Linked DNA regions of Mus musculus: regions 2, 3, 4, 5, 6 and 7 are each linked to region 1. The links are chromatin contacts, called in public HiChIP or PLAC-seq, capture Hi-C and promoter capture Hi-C maps. All regions are on one chromosome and are shown on one strand. Each heading gives the region's core, a stretch centred on a gene start, on an enhancer-like site or on the middle of the called end of the contact. The rest is flanking DNA. Distances are from core to core; before and after follow the strand shown.

The links. Promoter capture Hi-C pulls out the DNA fragments that hold promoters and counts their contacts. HiChIP or PLAC-seq counts read pairs in DNA pulled down with a chosen protein or histone mark. Capture Hi-C pulls out chosen DNA fragments and counts their contacts.
Region 2: a contact with region 1 is called in a promoter capture Hi-C map of 3T3-L1-derived adipocytes, with 7 times the contacts expected there. The contact joins the enhancer-like site here to the promoter of Srsf1 in region 1. A contact is called at or near these places in 5 of 39 promoter capture datasets (3T3-L1-derived adipocytes, the C10 cell line, hippocampal neurons and 2 more), 5 of 115 datasets of contacts at active chromatin or transcription factors (embryonic stem cells, large pre-B cells, pro-B cells and 1 more) and 2 of 9 other capture datasets (adipose tissue and liver).
Region 3: a promoter capture Hi-C map of liver shows a contact between it and region 1, with 3 times the contacts expected there. The contact joins the promoter of Trim25 here to the promoter of Srsf1 in region 1. A contact is called at or near these places in 14 of 39 promoter capture datasets (the 3T3-L1 cell line, the C10 cell line, the HPC-7 cell line and 7 more), 9 of 115 datasets of contacts at active chromatin or transcription factors (the 230-238 cell line, astrocytes, cardiomyocytes and 5 more) and 4 of 9 other capture datasets (adipose tissue, embryonic stem cells, liver and 1 more).
Region 4: a contact with region 1 is called in an H3K4me3 HiChIP or PLAC-seq map of bone marrow-derived macrophages, with 6 times the contacts expected there. The contact joins the promoter of Coil here to the promoter of Srsf1 in region 1. A contact is called at or near these places in 11 of 39 promoter capture datasets (the 3T3-L1 cell line, the C10 cell line, the HPC-7 cell line and 6 more), 1 of 484 Hi-C or Micro-C datasets (pro-B cells), 14 of 115 datasets of contacts at active chromatin or transcription factors (the 230-238 cell line, astrocytes, bone marrow-derived dendritic cells and 7 more) and 4 of 9 other capture datasets (adipose tissue, liver, macrophages and 1 more).
Region 5: a contact with region 1 is called in a promoter capture Hi-C map of hippocampal neurons, with 6 times the contacts expected there. The contact joins the promoter of Scpep1 here to the promoter of Srsf1 in region 1. A contact is called at or near these places in 9 of 39 promoter capture datasets (3T3-L1-derived adipocytes, the C10 cell line, cranial neural crest and 4 more), 1 of 484 Hi-C or Micro-C datasets (B cells), 13 of 115 datasets of contacts at active chromatin or transcription factors (astrocytes, bone marrow-derived dendritic cells, bone marrow-derived macrophages and 8 more) and 4 of 9 other capture datasets (adipose tissue, embryonic stem cells, liver and 1 more).
Region 6: a capture Hi-C map of embryonic stem cells shows a contact between it and region 1, with 2.6 times the contacts expected there. The contact joins the promoter of Scpep1os here to the promoter of Srsf1 in region 1. A contact is called at or near these places in 7 of 39 promoter capture datasets (the 3T3-L1 cell line, cranial neural crest, embryonic stem cells and 2 more), 4 of 115 datasets of contacts at active chromatin or transcription factors (embryonic forebrain, embryonic stem cells, large pre-B cells and 1 more) and 1 of 9 other capture datasets (embryonic stem cells).
Region 7: an HNF4G HiChIP or PLAC-seq map of pancreatic cancer cells shows a contact between it and region 1. The contact joins the enhancer-like site here to the promoter of Srsf1 in region 1. A contact is called at or near these places in 16 of 39 promoter capture datasets (3T3-L1-derived adipocytes, the C10 cell line, the HPC-7 cell line and 10 more), 3 of 484 Hi-C or Micro-C datasets (B cells and embryonic stem cells) and 21 of 115 datasets of contacts at active chromatin or transcription factors (the 230-238 cell line, astrocytes, bone marrow-derived macrophages and 14 more).

Annotation. Positions count from the first base shown.
Region 1 is chr11:88,045,960-88,049,079 of GRCm38.p6, forward strand. Srsf1 (serine and arginine-rich splicing factor 1) reads left to right here and starts at 1,414. Exons shown (of 4, transcript NM_173374.4): 1 at 1,414-2,073; 2 at 2,531-2,715; 3 at 3,084-3,120. The coding sequence starts at 1,880.
Region 2 is chr11:89,022,954-89,026,073 of GRCm38.p6, forward strand. No RefSeq gene overlaps it. Among named protein-coding and RNA genes, the nearest start is that of Gm11496, 25 kb to the left of the region's middle. Within about 2 kb of position 1,413, at least 223 of the 459 cell types and tissues checked have an H3K27ac peak or open chromatin away from gene starts, as enhancers often do. A contact at or near this core is called in 3T3-L1-derived adipocytes, adipose tissue, liver and 2 more, where this site is marked.
Region 3 is chr11:88,997,800-89,000,919 of GRCm38.p6, forward strand. Trim25 (tripartite motif-containing 25) reads left to right here and starts at 1,604. Exons shown (of 9, transcript NM_009546.2): 1 at 1,604-2,283. The coding sequence starts at 1,690. It overlaps Gm11496 (a long non-coding RNA gene), which reads right to left and starts at 1,637. Exons shown (of 3, transcript XR_388949.3): 1 at 1,420-1,637.
Region 4 is chr11:88,972,401-88,975,520 of GRCm38.p6, forward strand. It overlaps Coil (coilin), which reads left to right and starts at 1,535. Exons shown (of 7, transcript NM_016706.2): 1 at 1,535-1,802. The coding sequence starts at 1,549. It also overlaps the pseudogene 2210409E12Rik.
Region 5 is chr11:88,953,814-88,956,933 of GRCm38.p6, forward strand. It overlaps Scpep1 (serine carboxypeptidase 1), which reads right to left and starts at 1,629. Exons shown (of 13, transcript NM_029023.3): 1 at 1,481-1,629. The coding sequence starts at 1,556.
Region 6 is chr11:88,904,234-88,907,353 of GRCm38.p6, forward strand. Scpep1os (serine carboxypeptidase 1, opposite strand) reads left to right here and starts at 1,695. Exons shown (of 5, transcript NR_045955.1): 1 at 1,695-1,811; 2 at 2,241-2,435. Gm23507 (a small nuclear RNA gene) reads left to right here and starts at 888; the gene lies at 888-994.
Region 7 is chr11:88,871,926-88,875,045 of GRCm38.p6, forward strand. All of the region lies in intron 3 of 4930556N13Rik (RIKEN cDNA 4930556N13 gene), which reads left to right. Among named protein-coding and RNA genes, the nearest start is that of Akap1, 8.9 kb to the left of the region's middle. Within about 2 kb of position 1,481, at least 32 of the 459 cell types and tissues checked have an H3K27ac peak or open chromatin away from gene starts, as enhancers often do. A contact at or near this core is called in liver and pancreatic cancer cells, where this site is marked.

The sequences.
Region 1 (3,120 bases), core at 164-2,663:
GCCCCACATCCTTGGACTGTTGTAAATAAATGATAACATCCAGGGGCAGCAATGACTCAGTGACTCATCTGGTTAAGGTGCTCCTCCCAAGCCTGACGTTTCATCTCGGGGGCTCACATGGCATGAGTGGTGAACTGCACCTTATTTTCTGACTTTCACACATGGGCCATGGCATGACCCACCACCCCAAGACACAATATGCATAACATAAAAATTAAAAACTAAAAATTACAGTATAAAGAATCACCCTTAGAACCTGTGGGGATCCGACTTAGCATATTTATTAGTGATAGGGTCGACACAGCTCTGGCTGGCCTTGAACCCTGAAATTCCGCTTCCCAAAAACTTCAAGAGGCATTTACCACTACGCCTGGCTGTCTCTATCCAATCATGAAAGGCTCTGGTTTTAGCTGGGAGGTAGTGACTTTGATCCCAGCACTCAGAAGGCAGGAACTCCAGGACAGCCAGGGGTACACAGAGAAATCGTGTCTCAAACAAAACAACCCCAAAACAAAAACAACACCAAGAAAACGTTTTGTTTTTCAATATTTTTAATAGAAAGGGTTTCCCTGAATGTCCCGGGCTAACCTTTCCCCCCGCCTCCCCTTTGGTTTTTCGAGACAGGGCTTCTCTGTATAGCCCTGGCTGTCCTGGAACTCACTCAGTAGACCAGGCTGGCCTCGAACTCTGAAATCCGCCTGCCTCTGCCTCCCGAGCGCTGGGATTAAAGGCATGCGCCACCACTGCCTGGCTCCGGGATAACCTTTACTAGAACTGTGTATAACAGGGTAGGCTGGACCCTCCTTGCCTCAGCTTCCGGAGTGATAGGATTTCAGGCACACAAGCTTAAGTCCAGATTGGTTTGCTTTTATTATAATTCGAGTTCATTAACAACACTACAAGGCCGTATGATTTCACACGTAAGGCTCTTCTATTCCCGTTATTACAAAACAAAGAAGCAAAATTGTGGTATCCAATGCAAGAATCCTTTTGCAGATAATCTTGGCAAAATAAACAAATAAATAAATAATCTCCCTAGACCAGCACAGAACCGGGATCTCGGCTCTGCAGTTAAACTGTTTTATCACTCTTCCTTTTTCATCCTTAGAAAGGAGGAAGAGGAAAACTCAAGGCACAGTTTTCATTTAGATAGATATGGAGGATCCGTCTAGACACTTTAACTAAGATGCAGCCCACCGCAGGTTCCCAGAGGCAGAAGCCACACTGCTCCGCTTCGGCTTTTAAATGAAATCACCTGCAACTCCCGCCGGCGGCACCGAAGTGCAGAAGATGCCCAGGTTTCCGGAGCAACAGCTCAGCGTCATCTATCTCCGCCCCGCGGCGCCTTTCCCGCCAAAGGCCGTTACCACCGCGGAGCATGGTGGGACACGCTTGCAAGATAGGTTTCACCCAATCTTTTTAGAGCGCCGAGCTGCTTTCAGAGAGGGTCTACCCCCGAGGTGGCCGACGATTCTGGACTCAGTGGGGATTAATAATAACCGCTTTAACCAGAGCATGTGATTTTTACTAAACGCCTGGACGTTCCAGCAGCCAGTCAACCCGCCAGGACGCGAGGGACTTTTTCCCCTCCGTGCGGAGGGTGACGTCGCGCGTGCGCGAGCGTGCTTCTCAGCACCCGTTAGAGGCGTGCGCCTGCGCACTGGGAGGGACGAGCCGCTTCCTCCGGCTTCTCTTCCTCCCCCTCCCCCCCGGTATCAGTGCGCCGAGCTGATAAAGGCGCCATTTTGGAGCGGCCGCGGGAGACGTGGTGCCGCTGAGGGCTCGCTCTGCCGTACGCTAGGCTTGGTAGGAAGGCCTCTTTTTTTTTTTTTCCTTCCCCCCCCCCGAGTCCGCGCTTTTCGTCGTCGCCGCCGCCGCCATGTCGGGAGGTGGTGTGATCCGTGGCCCGGCGGGGAACAACGACTGCCGCATCTACGTGGGTAACCTACCTCCGGATATCCGAACCAAGGACATCGAGGACGTGTTTTACAAATACGGCGCCATCCGCGACATCGACCTGAAGAACCGCCGCGGGGGACCGCCCTTCGCCTTCGTTGAGTTCGAGGACCCGCGGTGAGGCAGCGTGGGGCGTGCGCGGCCTTGAGGAGATAGCGTGGAGGAGTTGGGGAAGGCTCGGAGGCCTTGGAACATAATGGGGGGAGAGGAGGGGCTCCGAGGCGCTATCGCCCCTGCAGGAGTCGAGTCAGGAGAGCCGAGAGGCGGCGCGTTGTCTCCGGTGGCCGGCCGCCTCGGACGTCCCCCCTACCCCCCGAGCCCATGCGCAGCCCCCGGAGCGGGAAACCGAGGCGCTGAGGGCCGGCGAGGTGGTCGGGAGCCTCTGCCCGGCGTGGTGCTGGGTGGGGGAAGGGCCGGCCCTATTATGCGGCGCATGTGGGGCTCCGTGTGGCCCCGTGGGTGCGCATGTGCGCTGTGGCCGCGGCTTTTCACCCCCGGAGCGGGCGAACGAGCTGGGTCCGGCGGCTCCCTCCCCTCATCACCCCCCCCTTTCGCTTTCTGTGATCACACGCAGAGACGCGGAAGATGCGGTGTACGGTCGCGACGGCTACGACTACGACGGCTACCGGCTGCGGGTAGAGTTTCCCCGAAGCGGCCGCGGGACCGGCCGAGGCGGCGGCGGGGGTGGAGGCGGCGGCGCCCCGAGAGGCCGCTATGGCCCGCCGTCCAGGCGGTCCGAGAACAGAGTGGTTGTCTCTGGTGAGTTGACTTCGTGCGGGTTAAAATCTTTTTCCCGCATGACTGCTTTGAGTACTGCAAGGTTTTTGTTATTGTTGTTTTTGTTTTGTTTTACACACGGGGTCTTGGACTACTTCGGTCTTTGGGATGAATTTAGTAAATAAAGATTACTGTGGTGGTGATTTACCCAAATTAGGTTGCAGTACTAGCCTATGAAGATCCTTTACAAATAAATTTGGACTCTGGATCTGACTCTTACCAGCTCTTTACCTGGAAACACTTAAGTACAATCATTAAGTATTTTAAAATAATCCTTGTTCGAATGTACTTTACACGTTTGCCGTGGGACAGGATGAGTAGTATTAAATTAGGGGGAATCGCTTTTTCAGGACTGCCTCCGAGTGGAAGCTGGCAGGACTTAAAGGA
Region 2 (3,120 bases), core at 163-2,662, 980 kb after region 1:
GGGCTTGGATGGTGAATACAATACAATAAAATACAATACAACACAACACAATACAATACAACACATTATCCTTGGCTGTGCAGGGAGCTAGAGGGGTTAATGCAGAGCTTTTACTTTAAGAGTCATAGGTAACATCTGTGGAGCCCGTGAAAAGTATATTTAATTTTACAATAGAAACAGGACTTGTTTTGCTTTGTTTAAAAAAAATGGGTTTTTGATGCACCATGTTATAGCCTCAAATTCACTATCTTCCTGCCTCAGTTTCCTGAGTGCTGAGACTGTAGATGTATGCCCTCTGTGGTGGTTTGAATACGAATGGCTACTGCCACAGGCTCATATATTTGAAGGTTTAGTCACTAGGGAATGGAACTGTTTGAAAGGAAAGGATCAACAGGTGTGACTAGGCTCAGGTTCTCTCTCTCTCTCTCTCTCTCTTTCTCTCTCCCTCTCTCTCTCTCTCTCTCTCCCTCCCTCCCTCCCTCTCTTCCCTTTTGGATCAGGCTCCAGGATATCATGCTCCCTGCCGTGACAACAATGGAGGAATCCTCTGACGCTGCAAACAAGCCCCCAATCAAATGCTTCCTTTTTATAAGAGTTGCCTCAGTGGTCATGGTGGCTCTTCACAGCAATAGCACACTGACTAAGACACCGTTCTACTAGGCTAGCAGAACCTTACTGGCAAAGTTCCAAGACAACTCAGGACACCACATTCCAGAGTGCCAGAGTCAGGGCGTTGGTGTTTGTATGTCTTCTTTCTGGCCTTTCTCTCACCTCTTCTAAAGCAACTTGTATTCAACTAACTGTGAGAGGATCCATAGAAACGACCTCATCTAATGTCTAAAAAATATTATTTCGAGCCGGGCGTGGTGGTGCACGCCTTTAATCCCAGCTCTCAGGAGGCAGAGGCAGGCGGATTTCTGAGTTCGAGGCCAGCCTGGTCTACAAAGTGAGTTCCAGGACAGCCAGGGCTAAAAAGAGCAGTGTCTGCTCTTCCAGAGGTCCTGAGTTCAATTCCCAGCAACCCATAGTGGCTCACAACCATCTGTAATGGGATTGAATGCCCTCTTCTGTTGTGTCTGAAGGCAGCTACAGTGTACTTATAAATACATAAATATATCTTTTTAAAAAAGAATTAAAAAAAATCTAAAGCCCTAGTCTGGCTTCTAGGGCACCTGCACTGACACTCACACAACTGTGTACAGACAGATGTACAGCCACATGAACATAATAATGTAAATCCTGTCACACACACACACACACACACACACACACACACACACACACACACACACTGACGCACACTGACGCACAAACATCTAAATTTACTACAGAAACAGGAAGTGTTAACTGTGCAGTCCCTCCCAGAGTAACACTCTAAGAAATGTCAACAGAAAGGTTGGCCTGCCCCTGGATGCTTGTGGCTGCTGTGTAACTGAACTTTGTCCTATGAGCCCAATGGCTGGGTGGATCAGTTTCTAGTTCCCCGTTTCTTCCTTCTTTCTAGTGACGCATAATGAGTCTGTTTCAAGATAGACCTTTAAGCACACTCCAGCAGTGCCCGGGAGTGACTTCTTCTCCGTCACTTGCCTGGAAGGCAGCCAGCAAAGCAGCCGGAGGTCCAGATGCCACAGGATTGGGAGGAAAAGAGAATTTTGCCTCTGGACACTGAAAGTAGGTCAGAAGTCACTGCTAGAGTTCCAGTTTACTGCTGCCTTCTCATATTGGTGTTTGAACATAGGGGCGTGGACATATTAGGGGAGCATCCGCTATTACTGAGTGACATTCCAGGGATGCTTTGTTTATTTATAAGATTTATTTATTTACTTATTTTATGTATATGAGCACACTGTAGCTGTACAGATGGCTGTGAGCCACCGTGTGGTTGCTGGGAATTGAATTTACGACCTCTGCTCTCTCCAGCCCTGTTCACTCCAGCCCAAAGATTTACTTATTATCATTATAAATAAGTACACTGTAGCTGTCTTCAGACACACCAGATGAGGACATCGGATCTCATTATGGATGGTTGTGAGCCACCATTTGGTTGCTGGGATTTGAACTCAGGACCTCTGGAAGAATAGCCAGTGCTCTTAACCGCTGAGCCATCTCTCCAGCCCGGGATGTTTTATTTTTGAGACAGAGTCTCACTGATTCGTCCAGGCTGGCCTTGAACTCACTCTGTGCTCCAGGCAGGCCTCAATCTCACTCTGTGGTCCAGGCAGGCCTCAATCTCACGCTCTAATCCAGACAGCTTGTAAACTTCCTGCCTCAGTTTCCAGAATTCGCAGATAGTGCACCATGCCTAATTCTTCCGATTTATCTTTTTGATTTCTCCCATCAGGTCAGCTCCTCCCTGCTGCTAATGAGGGTTATAGTGTTTTGAATATGAGTGAGGCTATAGGTTCATATATTTGAATGCCTAGTCACCAGTGTGGCACTATTTGAAAGGATTAGAAAGTTTAGGGATTTTGTTCACATTGGAAGAAGTGTGTCACTGAGAGTGGGCCCATCACATACCATTGGCTCTCTTTCTGATTCTGTCTGTCTGTCTGTCTGTCTCTGCTTTCATATTAGGATGTAGCTCTTCCCTACTGTTCCAGATGCAAGCCGCCATGCTTCCCACCATGATGATAATGGACTGAGCCTGTGAAACTGCAAGCCAGCCCCAGTGAAATGCTTTCATTTATCAGAGTTGCTTTTGTTGCTCAGATCTCTTCACAGCAAGAGAACAGGGACTAAGACGATGGCCCTTCTAGTCCTTAAAGTGACACTTCCCAGAGGAAATCCCAGCTTTTACAGCTCACTGTCAGCTGCTGCACTTAGAACAGCTGCTTGTCCAAGTCACACTCCTCACTGCCTGACCAGCCTTTGTGGGTCCCTGCCCTGAACTCTGACTTAGCATCTTCTCACACAGTGTCATTGCTGTTGCTCAGATCCACAGAAGGGCGACCTTCTCATCCAGAATGTTTGTCTGGAAGACTGCGATGGGCCAGGCATTGTAACCATGCTAGGGATGGTTACTAAAAACCCACCCCCCAAATCCATGCCTGGGGGTGGGTGGGAAGGGGGTCCTATATCCTACAGAGGGATGTGGGGTGGGGATGTAGAAAACAGGCAAGA
Region 3 (3,120 bases), core at 354-2,853, 950 kb after region 1:
CCCAAATCCCAAGTGAGTAAAAATTTCTCTTTTTTTTTTTTTCAGTATTGAAAATTGCTAGGCAAAGGACTTTACCACCAAGCTATATTCCCAGACCCTTATTACTTAAGTGAGGGTAGGGTGGGTTCTATGTAGCCCAGGCTGGCCTTGAATTTGAGTTCCTCCTGCTTCAGTCTCCCCAGAGAGAGTTCTGGGATAATAGGTGTGTCCCACCTCACCCAATTTAAAAGTATTATAACCAATCTGGCTTAGATGAAGAAATTCTTAAGAGACACTTGTGTCTCAATCTGTTACATTATTGAAACAGTGAACCCCAGAGAAATGGGAGTTTCCTTGGAATCTCATGCTGGGAGAGACCAGAGGGAGAATTTGTCTCCTGGGAAAAGATTTCACAGTTAGTACAGCTTGTGGGACAGAACAGCTTACCAAATGAGATTGAATCCCAGACAATGATGGGCCACTGGTAGGCTGGACCAGGTCTGGACTGGCACTTAGATACAAATATTTTTGCCTTCTGTTTTAACTCTGTTCTCACTTCAGAACGGGGAAGGTGGACTTGAGGGGTTTGCTGGGTCTCTTTTTTCTGTTTTCCTCTTTTAAGTAGGCTCATTTAATTGGCTTAAGGACCGGTGGCTGGAGCTGACTTGGGGCAAAAGTTGTGACACCCAACTTTTGTAATATTAGGTTTTGTTGTTGTTGTTTTAAAGATCATCTACCATAAAAGGAACACCAGATCTGAATGGATGACCATAGGGTCCTGCCTTTAGGGCTTGGGAGGAGATTTGTCAGAGCCCACCATCAGGAAAGAAGAGGGAGCTGCATACAAAGGCAGCACAGCTGGAGGGAAGGGGAAGGGAGGGGGAAGGGAAGGGGAAGGGAGGGGGAAGGGAAGGGGAAGGGAGGGGGAACGGAGCGGGAAGGGAAGGGGAAGACAGCCACAGTCCATAGAATTGTGTTTTGTTTCTTTTCTTTTCCTTAAATTATTATGTGTATGTTATTGGGGGAGGGGGGTGTCAATTTTGTGCAGTCTTAACCAGGGTTTTAGTAATTGTGTTTAGGTCTCATATTCTGTTGTACAGCCATCTCCCCAACCCTATTTTTAGATGTTGAGACGGCCACTAACTCTCTAGCCCGGTCTGACATCGAACTCACGGCAATCCTGTTGCCTCAGCCTCCTAAGTGACTAAATTACGGGCACGAGCCACCAAGCTCTGGGTCAACAGTATTTTGTTCTGTTTGGCTTTGAGTTTTAATAAGACCGGTCCTGTTCTGGAGGGATGATTGGTGACACCTCGGGGACACAGATGAATGTTCTCCAAAGCTCTGCTGCACTGTGCTAGGACGTAGGCCCCGACCAGGAGGGTGGGAATATTCCAGCCCCTGCGACAATTCATCTGCAGAGTGCCTCTGAAACTGCACCTGGTAGCCCTTGGGTCGTGCGTCGCTCGGGTCCGCGGGGTGTGGAGAGCATCAGAGTTCCCCAGGTCCCATAATCACCTTTGGCTTCCAGCACCAGGAGGGAAGCCTCCCGCCCACTGTCCGGCCCCCAGGGACCCACGTGACTTCCTGAAGCCCCAGGGCGCCGCCCCTCCTGTTCAGTTTCGATTCCTTCCTCGCTGCTTCTTAAGTACCGCGCGGTAGGGTGCGCAGCTGTCCCTGCGCGTCACGTCGGGTGAGCCCACGAGCGCGATGGCGGAGCTGAATCCTCTGGCCGAGGAGCTGTCCTGCTCCGTCTGCCTGGAGCTCTTCAAGGAACCTGTCACCACTCCGTGCGGCCACAATTTCTGCATGTCATGCCTGGATGAGACGTGGGTCGTCCAGGGCCCGCCGTACCGATGCCCGCAATGTCGCAAAGTGTACCAGGTGCGCCCGCAGCTGCAAAAGAACACGGTAATGTGCGCGGTGGTGGAGCAGTTCCTGCAGGCCGAGCAGGCGCGGACCCCGGTGGACGACTGGACGCCTCCTGCCCGCTTCTCCGCCTCCAGCGCAGCCACCCAGGTGGCCTGCGACCACTGCCTGACGGAGATCGCAGTGAAGACGTGCCTCGTGTGCATGGCCTCTTTCTGCCAGGAGCACTTGAGGCCTCACTTCGACAGTCCGGCCTTCCAGGATCACCCCCTACAGTCGCCCATTCGTGACCTTCTGCGCCGCAAATGTACCCAGCACAACCGCCTTCGGGAATTGTTTTGTCCCGAGCATGGCGAGTGCATCTGCCATATCTGCTTGGTAGAGCACAAGACCTGCTCCCCTACGACCCTAAGTCAAGCCAGCGCCGACCTGGAGGTAGGGAGTGGCTGGTTGAGGGTATAGAGGACAGCTTGGATCAGCTGAATTGTGGAGAGGCCATCCTGGGTATCCCTGTAGTACAGTGGGTTGCTAGAGGAGATAGGCTTTGCTGGGCCAGAGATCCCATTCCTTCACAGACCTCATGGCCTTAGGCTCCGTGGGCCGCAGTCTGGGAGTTGGGCAGTAGGAAGCCATCCCCACAGACCAAACAAGTAGATTTTATATAGCCTCCCGCTCATCCATTATCGCCTGCCTTCTCCAGCCCTCTTAGTTCTATTTTACATAGAGCACAACGGAAGGCACAGGTAAGAGTGCCTGCCCCAAGTCTGTGTTTGTCCAGTGGAGTTCAGTAGTTTTGAATATTAACCAGGAACCCTGGGGGTTACCTCTCCAACCCCTTCAGATCCTGGCAGCACGAAAGGGCTGTGTCTGTTTAGTTCATTCCACAGCTCAGGGCTGTGTCTGTTTAGTTCAGGAAAACAGGCCCAGAGAAATTAGCTTAGCAGGAACCAGGCTGCTTTGAGTCACAGCTTCTGGTTTCCTTTTTCCCTGTAGACCACAGATCTGTTGAGTCCAGAGCATGGAGCAGTCTTGGAAGCTTGAGGTTAAGGGTAACAGAAGCCTCTGTTGAGGAGGGTGTGAATGGATAGTGAGTGTGAACACAGAGCCTCAGAAATCCCTGCTTGTGACTTTGGCACTGTGGTATAGCCCTTTTTTGGTTGTTTTTAAGACTGTCTCACTATGTAGTCTTAGCTGTTCTGGAGCTTGCTATATTGACCAGGCTGGCTTTGAACTCATGGAGACCTGCCTGCCTCTGCCTCCCAAGTGCTGAGA
Region 4 (3,120 bases), core at 285-2,784, 930 kb after region 1:
TGTTTATTCCTAGAAATAATCCAGAAGGCCTCAGCCCTCTGCAATATGCATAAGGTGGGGCAAAGACCAGCATTAGACTAATGAATTCAGATTAACAACACCCTAAGAGGCCTCCTGCAGGTGCAGATATCCAATTGAAACCAGCCTTTCCTGTCAGGGTCAGAGAAACTCAGCCCCAGAGCAATGAAAAGACTTAAAGTCTGTTGTTGACACTTCTCAGGTCCAGTGAGGTGCATGGAGTCACAAGCAGACACAGGGTTGTTTGTGTTTCTTGTGATCCGACACAAGAAGACCACCATCTTCACTGATGCCAAGGAGTCAAGCACGGTGTGGGAGCTCAAGCGCATCATTGAGGGCATCATGAAGAGGCCTCCTGAGGAGCAGCTGCTGTTCAAGGACAACCAGCTCCTTGATGAGATGAAAACTCTGAGGGAATGTGGCTTCACTTTTCAGGTAGCAAGGCCAGAGACCCCAGCCACAGTGGGCCTGGCCTTCAGAACAGGAGATGTCTTTGAAGGCCTGGAGATCCACCCCTAATCTTTTCCTCCACCTCTTCCAGACGTGAGGAAGGATTCTGGAAACAGTGCTAAGGAACAAGATGTGCAGTGAGGGCCCCACAGCCAATTCCTAGAGACCTAGAGACCCATTCTCTAGTTGAAAATAAATAAATAAATTGGCTGTCTTTTAAAATAAATATTAAATAACCCTAAAAGCACAAATACTGCTCTCGCGTCATACTGTATTCTACCTCTCGACTGGAGGTGGCCAGCAGCCAGCAGCCAGCAGCAGCCATCCCTGAGGAGAAAGGAACAAAGCTAGAACAGGGCGTCCGTAGGGGATGATTCCCTCTGGGATGATAGGGCCTGCTACAGGCAGGACTGGTCGGGAACAGCAGGCTCTGGAGTGAATGGTGTGGTTCCTGAGTGTCTTCTCTGGGTACCTAGGCACCACCTGGAGTGTCTGAAGACAACTACAGTGTAACTTATATATAATAAATAAATCTTTTAAAGAAAATCTTCCTATTTATTTAGCTTTCTGACTCTCTGGACCGTCAACACTTTCAGAATACTGTTCTGCCTCAAGATGAGGAAAGCACTTGATCTGGTCAGGGACAGAGGACACACTGAACTCCCTGAGGCCCCCAAGGACGTGTGTGTGTGAGTTTTAAACAGTCTTATGAGAACTTTAAGTCTCGCATCACGAGAATGTCTCATTTTCTGCTTGGACACGCACCACAATTTGGTGCTTTCCTGACCTTTTTGGTAGAAAAGTAAAAACCTATTACAGGGGTTCGAGTCAGGCTTGCTGCTTATTAATTTTATAGATTTTTGGTTTGTTTCTGTTTAATTACACGAACCGATATCGTAGCAGCTATCCTGACAGTCAACTTGCATGTATGTTCAGCCCTGAGAAAGAATGGGGAGCTCGCGAGGGGAGCCTTACAGACCTACTTGCGCCCCCAGGCGGCGCACGCTAGCTGCTGCTGGGGGCGGGCCGCCGGACCACGCCGCTGCGAAAGCCCTTGGAACCTCTCGGCTTCCGTCGAGCATGAGCAAGATGGCAGCCTCCGAGACGGTTAGGCTACGGCTTCAATTTGACTACCCGCCGCCGGCCACTCCACACTGCACGGTCTTCTGGCTTCTGGTGGACCTGAACAGATGTCGAGTTGTCACGGATCTCATCAGTCTCATCCGCCAGCGCTTCGGCTTCAGTTCCGGGGCGCTCCTGGGCCTCTATCTGGAAGGGGGGCTGCTGCCCCCTGCCGAGAGCGCGCGCCTGGTGAGAGACAACGACAGCCTCAGGTGCGCGGGAGCGCGCGGGGGTGGGGGTGGGGGCGCGCGGCTCGGGGTGCGGGTGCGGGTGGGGGGCGCTTGCTGGACCGCAGGATGCAGGATCCGGGTAGCGAGCTAGCCAGCTGCGGAAAGGCAGGTTCGCGAGATCCTGAGTGGTCCAGCCCAGGATGGAGCATCCTTCCCCGGGTTCCCCGGGACGCTTCTCATTTCAGGGGGACTAAACTTGGAGCAGCTCCGGTGCTCAAGAGCAGGGCCAGTACTCACTCTGCCAGGCTCTGTGTGCAGTGTGCATGGCGCAAATATGCCACAGACCCGCCTTCTCTGGGCTGCACTTGCAGGCAGGAAGCAGAGATGTTTTCTGAGTAATGTATGGAATGGCCCACCTTAGCGCCTTGGCAGTGTCCACTTCTGGTGGATTTCTGTGTCTCATTCAGGTGTCATTGGGTCCCATCCAATTGGTATCGGAATGCGTTTCACGTGTCACACAGAAGGCTGTGTGTTTCAGTAGCTTGACTGCTTGCATCTCAAAGCCCTAGATTTGATTCCCAGCTGGCTAACCAGGAATCCCTGCACTGAGGAGGTGAAGACAGACAGGAGGATCAGGAGTTCAAAGTATCCTTGGCTACATAGGTCAGCCTGGCATATGTGAGAGCTGTTTAAAAAAGAAAAAAGGTAAAATCAGGCTGGGCGTGGTGGCGCTCGCCTTTACTCTCAGTAGTCGGGAGGCAGAGGCAGGTGGATTTCTGAGTTTGAGGTCAGCCTAGTCTGCAGAGTGAGTTCCAGGACAGCCAGGGCTACACAGAGAAACCCTGTCTTGGAAAACAAAAGAAACAAATGTGAGACAGAGAGAGAGAGAGAGAGAGAGAGAGAGAGAGGCCCGAGTGGAGGTGGCGTACACCTTGTATCCTAACTCTCAGAAGGCAGAGGCAGGCAGATCTCTGAATTTGAAGCCACCCTCGTGAGGGCTGGGTAGAGAAACCTGTCTCAAAACAACAAGAAGGAGAATTTAATCGTTGTCACTGAAGTGAGTATCCAGGAGCGACTACAGTGTGACTAGTTGGCAGGTGGCTTAGTTGTCTCAGATGGCGGGCTGATGCGATTGGTCATACCAGTTGGCATACATACTGATATAGTCTATGGTCCCACCACTTCCAACCACACCTCTAAGCTTCCGCTGCGGTGAGTTAAATTTGGAATTATAGGCCTGGCGTGGTGGTGCACGCCTTTAATCCCAGCACTTGGGAGGCAGAGGCAGGTGGATTTCTGAGTTCGAGGCCAGCCTGGTCTACAAAGTGAGTTCCAGGACAGCCAGGGCTATACAGAGAAA
Region 5 (3,120 bases), core at 379-2,878, 910 kb after region 1:
ATAATGTAAACCCTGGTGTTTTTCTCCCTTCCCTGGTACAAACTCCTGTTAAAACATAAGGGGTGGGGCTGAAGAGGTGGCTCAGTGGTTAAGCGCACTGACTGCTCTTCCAGAGGTCCTGAGTTCAAGTCCCAAGTGCTGAAAGTGATGGCTCACAACCATCTGTAATGAGATCTGACACCCTCTTCTGGCGTGTCTAAAGACAGCTACAGTGTACTTACATATAATAATAAATAAATCTTTGGGATGGGGTGAACAGGGCTGGATGGAGCGAGCAGAGGTCCTGAGTTCAATTCCCAACAACCACACGATGGCTCACAACTATCTGCACAGCTACAGTGTACTCATATACATAAAATAAATAAATCTTTGAAAAAAAAAAAAAGACTGAAAATCAGGGGTGGTGAGATGACTCAGGAGATAAAAGACAGTGGCCACCAAGCCTGGCACCCTTAGTTCAGTCACAGGGAGCTACATCATAGAAAAACTGACTTCTCCGTGTTGTCCTCTGACTACACACACACACACACACCCTTTGACACTCACAAAACAAATTAAAAAAGAAAGAAAGAAAGAAAGAAATTAAATTAAAAGGCTGGAAAGATGGCTCAGCTGGTAAGATCACTTTCTCACTGTCTTGCTCTTCCAGAGGACCTGGGTTTAATTCCCAGAATTCACATGGCAGCTCACAACTTCTGTACCTTCGCTTTCCTGAGATCCAAAGCCCTCTTCTGACTTCTCAGAGCACCAGGCATACAAGTAGTACACAGACAGACATGGAGGCAAGACAAAATATATTTTTTTCCTTTAATAAAGTGAGAGTTAATCCAGACACTTGGTAGGTAAGAGTCCGAGGCCAGCCTAGTCTATGGAGAGAGTTCCAGGACAGCCAAGGCTACACAGAAAAAAACCTGTCTGGAAAAACAAACAAAAAGAAAAAAAGGAAAAAAACGAGAAGAAAAGAAAGAAAGAAAATGTGCCAATTTGCAAGTCATTCCACAAAACAAAATTCTTTTTTGCCCAAAAATAGGCCAGAGCAGTCAGCTGATATTTTGTCTCTTCTAAACCAGCAGAGGTGGCAGGCTTTGTTTCAAAGCAAGGATTTGTAGAGGTCTCTTTGGCCTCCAATCTCAGCTCAATCAAATGACCCTAAAACGTCACTAGGCAGCTAACCACAGGAGAAAGGGGAGGTGGCCTTTAGACCGTGAAGTCTCACTCATCAGCAATTTCCTGAAACCATACGTTTCTGTACAAACACTTCCATCTCCAGGAATCACCCTGCATCAGGAAGGGGCAGGAAAAGGCACTTTGAATTAAGACACAAATAAAAATTAAGAGGTTCAGAAACAATATAAATTTCTCAAGGGAAGAAGCGGGAGAAAGAAATGTGTTTTAAAAAAAAGAAAAAGAAAAACGCGAACGCATCAACAAATTCGAGAAGGAGGCACCCACCGTTGGTGCGTCTTTCTCACGAACCTACCCGCGCTGAAGCCCAGTAAGAACGATAGGAGCAGCAGCCACAGTCGCACGAGACAGATCCGCCGCGAGAGCTCCATGATGAAAACCCCGCCGCAACATCAGCAACAGGCAGGAGCCAAAGGCCATCGCGTGACGGCTTGCGCGGGGACTGGGCGGAGTCAGGGGCGGAGCCTAAGTGGGCCCTGACACTCCTAAGGATTCCGCGCTCCCTCTGCCGGTCGGACCCACCCAGGACCTCCTACAAAGGGCTCTCGAGGGAGGTGCTACAAAGGAGGCAGTTAATATGTCATCTGACCTTGGTTACTAAGTAGGGAAGAATTGAGAAAACTACAACTGGATAACCACCATCCCCTCAGCCCGGCCCGTGTTTGTCTTCTCCGACAAAAGGCTTATGTTTTATCTTTTAAGACTTGTTTTTATTATTTTATGTGCATATGTGTGTATGAATGTATATGCCACATGTGTGGGTTTATGCAGAAGGAGTGGGTTTCTCTGGAGCTAGGGTTACAGGGCTTTTTGAGTGGCCGGTGCAGATGCTGGGAACTGAATTTGAGTCCTCTGGAAAACCAACAAGTGCTCTTAAATTACTGAGCCATCTCCATAGTCTCAGGCCTAGAATTTTAAAAAATTGCATCTGAAAAGATGAAGTCAGATTAAAGCACGAACCAGCAGGTCTTTTAAGACTAGAGCTGGGCAGTGGTGGCGCACACCTTTAATTTCAGCTCTTGGGAGGCAAAGTCAGGTGGATTTCTGAGTTCCAAGCCAGCCTGGTTTACAGAGTGAGTTCAAGGACAGCCAGGGCTACACAGAGAAACCCTGTCTCAAAAAAAAAAAAAAAAAAAAAAAAAAAAAAAAACAGAAAGAAAGAAAGAAAAAGAGAGAGAGAGAGAGAGAGAGAGAGAGAGAGAGAGAGAAAGAAAGAAAGAAAGAAAGAAAGAAAAGAAGAGAGAAAGAAAGAGTCTAGATTCTATTTTCAGAAACCCATTACTTTGAAGTGGTGGCTCAGGGGTTAAGGGCATTGTTGCTCTTCCAAAGGACCCAAGTTTGGTTCCCAAGACCCACATGGTGGCGTACAGATTCAGAACTCCACATCTCATGATCCAGGGGATCTGGCACTTCCTCAAGCATACATATGATGCATATATAAGCCTGCAGGCAAAACGCTCACATAGATAAAGTGAATCGAAAATATTATTATCAAATCACATGTGTCATTAATATACTAGTAATTCATAAAAAATTACTATATAGATCCTATAACTTTTGGTTATGTATTTTAAACACAGCAAAAAAAAAGTGGACTTTTTCTCTCTTGATAGCATGGTCAACATCACTGTGTGTGATATACTATCTTCAAAGCAGTTATTTAAAAGAAGGTATCAAGGGCTTGTGGAGAGGAATTTGAAGAAAACATGGACTGCAGAGGTGTGTGTGTATGATATGTCTGTCTGAAGATAAATTTTTATTTTACGGAATATTTTAGGGGTACTGAGTCACCTCACAGAGCCAAGCAACAGCAAGAGCTACCTGGAAGTGACTTTTGTCTCTGCAAACTTTGTTTTAAGATAACAAACTCACAAAAGAAAGCAAGAACAAAGAATGTGTCCCTGACTCAGGTTTTTATCCTCCCCCATGCCTCCT
Region 6 (3,120 bases), core at 445-2,944, 860 kb after region 1:
TGGCATGATTAGGAGGTGTGGCCTTGTTGGAGGACTGCAGGGGTGGACTTTGAGATCTCCTCTGCACAAGCTCCCCTCGGGTATGAAATCAGAGCCTCTTCCTAGCTGCCTGTGGAGGACAGTCCCCTTCTGTTGCCTGCTGATCAAGATGTAGAACTCTCAGCCCCTCCAGCACCATGTCTACCTTTGTGCTGCAATGCTTCCTGTTGTGATTATAATAGACTGAACCTGGACACTGTAAGCCAGCCCCAATTAAATGTTTTCCTTCATAAGAGTTGCCTTGGTCATGGTGTCTAAACTAAGAGAACCAGCTTTGGGCCTCCTAGTTAAGGCACTTTGTGTATGGCCATTCTTCTCTTAGAAAATAAGAATATGTAGGGCAGTGGTGGTACACACCTTTAATCTCAGCACTTGAGATGCAGAGGCAGGCAGATTTCTGAGTTCGAGTCCAGCCTGGTCTACAGAGTGAGTTCCAGGATAGCCAGGGCTACACAGAGAAACCTTGTCTTGAAAAACCAAAACCAAAATCAAAACCAAAAAAAAACCACAAACAAACAAACAGACAAAAAAACAACGGGCTGGAGAGATGGCTCAATTGTTAAGAGCACTGACTGCTCTTCTGAAGGTCTTGAGTTCAAATCCTAGCAACCACATGGTGGCTCACAACCATCCATAATGAGATCTGAAACCCTCTTCTGGTGTGTCTGAAGATAGCTACAGTGTACTTATTTATAATAATAAATAAAAATCTTTGGGCTGGAGCAAGTGGGGCCAACCAGAGCAAGCAGAGGTCCTAAATTCAATTCTCAGCAACCACATGAAGGCTCATAACCTCTGTACAGCTAGTGTACTAAAACATAAACAAATCTTTAAAAAAAAAAGAATCAATGCTCACTTCGGCAGCACATATACTAAAATTGGAATGATACAGAGAAGATTAGCATGGCCCCTGTGCAAGGATGACACGCAAATTCGTGAAGCATTCACGAATATATATATATGTTTATAAATAAATAAAATAAGAATTAAATTATACATTATATCCCTGGACACATGTACCCCAGGAAAGAAGTTGCCTCATTTGTCTTTCTGTTAGCATCTCACAGAGCATGAGTGTACACACACACACACACACACTAAGCCAAACCCTTGCAGGCTTTTATTTTATGTGTAATACACTGTAGCTGTCTTCAGACACACCAGAAAAAGATATCAGATCCCATTACAGATGGTTGTGAACCACCGTGTGTTGCTGGGAATTGAACGCAGTATGTACCTTTGGAAGAGCAGTCAGTGCTCTTAACAGCTGAGCCATCTCTTCAGCCCAGCTTTTCATTAACATTTCTTATCTACCCCAGGCTCTATTGTTCCCAACGCTTCATTCTTGTCATTTGAGACAGTGTCTTGTAGCTCAGCCACGTAGCTGAGGCTAGCTTTGAACTCTTGATCCTCCTGCCTCCACACCAGCTTAACAGCAACCATCATTCTTTTAATCTGAGACAAGGCAGTTCCTTGGTTGCCTCCTGCTGTGTGGCAATTTGCCCCAAAAGGTCATGGCTTAAAGCAACAGAGCTTTTGTTACCTAATGGTTTTTCTAGGTCAGGAGTCCAGGTGAGGCTTAGCAAGCTGCCTCTGGCTTCTTATGATGTCATAGTCAAGCTGTCAGCTGAGCCTTAAGTCTCACCAGAAAGTTTAGTGAGAGGAGACTCTGCCTCCGGTTGGTGGCTGCTGGCTAGCTCTGCATCCTTATCTCCTGGAAGTGCAACTCTCCACAAAGTTGCCTGGAGGAGACACGGATCCCTGCAGAATAAGTAAGCAGTACAAAGACATGGGCAAAGAAGGACATTGTCTCTTCCAGTCTTGGAAATGATGTTCTATGCTGTGTTCTGAACATCCGGATTAGATACATTCTCTGTCACTGAGACCAAATACCTGACAAGAGGCAACGGAAAGGAAGGATTTATTTTGGTTCATCTTAGCAGGGCAGGAGGAGCAGCTGGAGCTTCAGGCCCAGCTTAGATCTCACTGATGAGGAATACAGAGATTCCAGCTAGGAGTGGACCTGGCTTGTTACCTTTACCATAAGGCCACTCCTGTGGTCTCTTGATCAAGACTACTTTTTCCTTTTTATTTCTTTTTTTTTTTTTAAGATTTATTTATTTATTTTATGTATGTGAGTGCACTGTAGCTATACAGGTGGTTGTGAGCTTTCATGTGGTTATTGGGAATTTGAATTTTAGGACCTCTGCTTGCTCCGGTCAACTCCGCTCCCTGTAGCTGACTTCAGACACACCAGAAGAGGGCGTCAGATCTCATTATGGGTGGTTGTGAGCCACCATGTGGTTTCCGGGATTTGAACTCAGGACCTTCGGAAGAGCAGTCAGTGCTCTTACCCGCTGAGCCATCTCGCCAGTCCAAGACTACTTTTTCAAAAGGTACCATAACCTCGCAGAATCTGCTCAAACCTCATGTCTTACCCCCTGTTCTCCATTCTTTCCAGAATCAGGAGCTAGCTGCCTGGGCATGAATGAACATAGCCATTCCAGAACCCAGAGTAGGAGGAAGGACAGATAATTAAGAATTGAGAGGCCTTAGGGCATGGGTGGCTCATGCCTTTGCTCCCAGCACCCAGGAGGCAGAGGCAGGAGAAAAAAAAAAATAACAAGGGCCTTTAAAATGGCTCAGTGGAAAAAGCAATTGCCACATAGACCTGAGGATCTGAATTTGATCCTAGGAATCTACGTGGTGGAAGAGGAGAACCAATTATTGCAAGTTGTCCTCTGATCTACATGTGCAGGCTATATGACACATGCACACACAGGTATCACCCCTACACTGATGGTAAATTAAATTAAAAAATAAAAACATTAATCCCAGTACTCGGGAGGCAGAGGCAAGCGGATTTCTGAGTTCGAGGCCAGCCTGGTCTACAAAGTGAGTTCCAGAACAGCCAGGGCTATACAGAGAAACCCTGTCTCAAAAAACCAAAATAAATAAATAAATAAATAAATAAATACAGAAAGAAAGAGAACCTGAGTTTTGGGGCCAAGTGGCCTATTCATGTCTCACCGTAGGCCTGTTTATTAAGGGCTCCTCCTCAGCTCAGCTTCAAGCCTACAC
Region 7 (3,120 bases), core at 231-2,730, 830 kb after region 1:
ACTAAGCCTAGCATAGGATGCACACCTTTGATCCCAGCAATCAGAAGGCAGATGCGTGCAGATCTCTATGAGTTCAAGGCTAGCCTGATCTACATAGTGAGTCCTAGGATAGCTAGGACCCTATCTCAAAAAAAAAAAAAAACAACATTATTTATTCTGAACCTGTATGAACTTTTTTCTTGTTAGTCACTATATCCCCTAACCAATGCACTAAAACAACTAACTCCAAGGCATTTATGCTATGTTAGATATTATGAGATATCTAGAAATGGTTTAAGGTACACGTGAGGGTTCTCGCCTTCTCAGTAAGGTAATGTGACTGATAAAATGGAACCACCATCTCTTCCATCTATCATGGGATAATGGGCTACATCTGTAGTAGTACTGGCCACCAGTGCGTGAAACCTCAGGGATTATGCCAGGGAGAGGGTGCTCTATAGATCTGTTCAATCTCTGAGGAAGCAATTTAGTAATCATTAACTAGAGTCATTAAAAAAACCCAGTTCCTATCCTTTGACCCAATAACCAGCTTCCCACAAAACTACCCAAGGGAACTGACTCAAAAGAAAATCCAAATCCACTTATGTTCAACAACTTGTTGCTGTTTTTCTTTATGAGAACTGAAAAATAAAGTCACAGCTGAAAGGCCCACCAATAGGGACCTGGTTAGCTAAATTATGGTACAGGTAAATACTCTTGATGGACTATTTAGCAATTTCTGTCACTATATGGCTGCATGAAAAAATTTAAAAGTATCAAAGTGCTTAGTGTCAAATTTTAAAGGTCTTTACACATAATTAAGAATAGAGCCACAGAAATAATATGTTAGTACTTGGACAACTGATTTGGAATTACTAGTTTTCCTTTTAAATATTCCTTATTGTTATTTTTAAACCAAAATCAGAAAAAAAAATTAGGCAAGGGGCATATTAAAAAATGGTTTAGTGGGGTTGGGGATGAGTTCAAAGTGTTTGCTTAGCCTATTCAAGGCTCTGATGTGATCTCCAGCACAGAGGGGTGGGGAGAAAAAAAGAAATGGCTTATTAAAAACAAAAAACAAAAAACAAAAAAACCCAAAAACAAAAAAACAGAGGGGTGGCTCACACCTTTAATTCCAGTAGTCAGAAGGCATAGATACTTGGATCTCTGTGAGTTCCAGGACAGCCAAGACTACACAGAGAGACCTTGTCTTAATAAAACCAAAACTAAAAAACCGGTAGGATAGATCTCAGTTAGTAAGCGTCCACCTAGAGTGCAGGAAGTCCTGAGTCGGTTCCCAGTACCCCGTACACTGGGCGTGGTGACGAGCACCTGTGATCCAAGCACTTGAGAGCTTGAGGCAGGAGGATAAGGATTTCAAGGTCATTCTGACCTACTGAGGAAATTTTAGTTCAAGCGATGCTACCTGAGACTTGGGGAAAATGGGGGAGGGCAAGGAGGGAGAGAAGACAAAGGAGAGGGTCAGCGCCGGCGGAGTGGGTGGCAGAGCGGCGTGCAGAGGGCAGTTAGAGCCACATCTGAGCTTCTCACTGCAGACTCAGAGGGTTGCAGGTGAGACAAACCTGTATTTATTCCACACGTAAGTCGGACGCACCGCAGGGTGAGATCTACTGAGGGGGGCACTCAGCTTTAATCCCCTCAGATAATCTCCAGAGTAAATACTCTCTGGTCAGAAACTGCCCCGCAAGGAAAACATAAGTAATCGTAACTCCGCCCCCCATAGAACCCGAGCCTGCTCCTGGGGATTTTACGTTTCTCGTTTGTTGTGTTCTGTATGATTTGTAGGTTTTTATAATATATAATGCAGAACAAGACAGGACAGCTTTCCAGACGCACGTGTGGTTCTGTACCATGTAAGGAAATAACAACCTGGCAAGAAGAGCTGGCAGCCTCGGCTGAGGGGGAGAAGCGCAAGCAGAAGGAAGTCGCATTTCCATCTTAGTAGACGGTGCTGATGGGATTATGAGCCTGTCTCCCACTGTGAGCAGCTGTGACCCTCCCTTTCCTGAGGGATAGGAGCGCTAGGATGCCTTTTCTTTCATTTTCTCTGGAAATGAGGGAATTAGGGTAACAGGGAAGTTACCGGTTTAAAAACTTTTTAAAAAAAGATTTATTATTTATTATATGTAAGTACACTGTAGCTGTCTCAGTCACACCAGAAGACAGCATCAGATTTTGTTATGGATGGTTGTGAACCACCATGTGGTTGCTGGGATTTGAACTCAGAACCTTCGGAAGAGCAGTCGGCGCTCTTAACCACTGAGCCATCTTGCCAGCCCCTTAAAAACTTATTATGTAACTTATACATAAAATTTGTCTATATTGGATTAGGGGTTTAGCTCAGTAAAGTTCTTGCCTGGTATGTGCAAGACTCTGAGATAGATCTTCAGCGCTGGGAAAAAAAAAAGTATCTATGGATGTCTTGTGATGTTAGCAGCCATTAAAAACTAAAAAACAGATTTTGGCTGGGGATATAGCTCAGTGGTAGAGTGCTTGCCCAGCATGCATGCACACAGTCCTAGACTGAATCCCCAGACTTCAACTATAAATAGAAGGAAAGGGGCTGGTGAGATGGCTCAGTGGTTAAGAGCACCGACTGTTCTTCTGAAGGTCCTGAGTTCAAATCCCAGCAACCACATGATGGCTCACAACCATCCGTAACGAGATCTGACGCTCTCTTCTGGAGTGTCTGAAGACAGTGACAGTGTACTTACATATAGTAAATAAGTAAATAAATAAATAGAAGGAAAGAAAGAGAAAACAGAGGAAGAGAAGGGAAAGGTAGGAAGGAAAGAGATGGGGGAAAAGGAAAGAAAGAGGAAGGCTGAGAATAGAAACAGAGGTGTGTGGGGAGGGTGCATACCAGAAAGGACACACTTGGTGGTGGAGGTGGGGTGTGGGGGACGATAGAAGCTGAAGGATCAGAAGTTCAGGGCTAGCCTCAGCTTACATTGGATCCTGTTTCAAAAACACCAAACCAAGTAAGAAATAGTAAAAGCTAAGCAGATCTTTGTTCGACGCACCTTAGCCTCTGAGAATATTTTGAAGTTGATAGTAGATGCTTTCAGCAAAGTCTAAGATTCGCTGATCAGTCCTGAGGGTTGCTATAGGGTCTCAAAC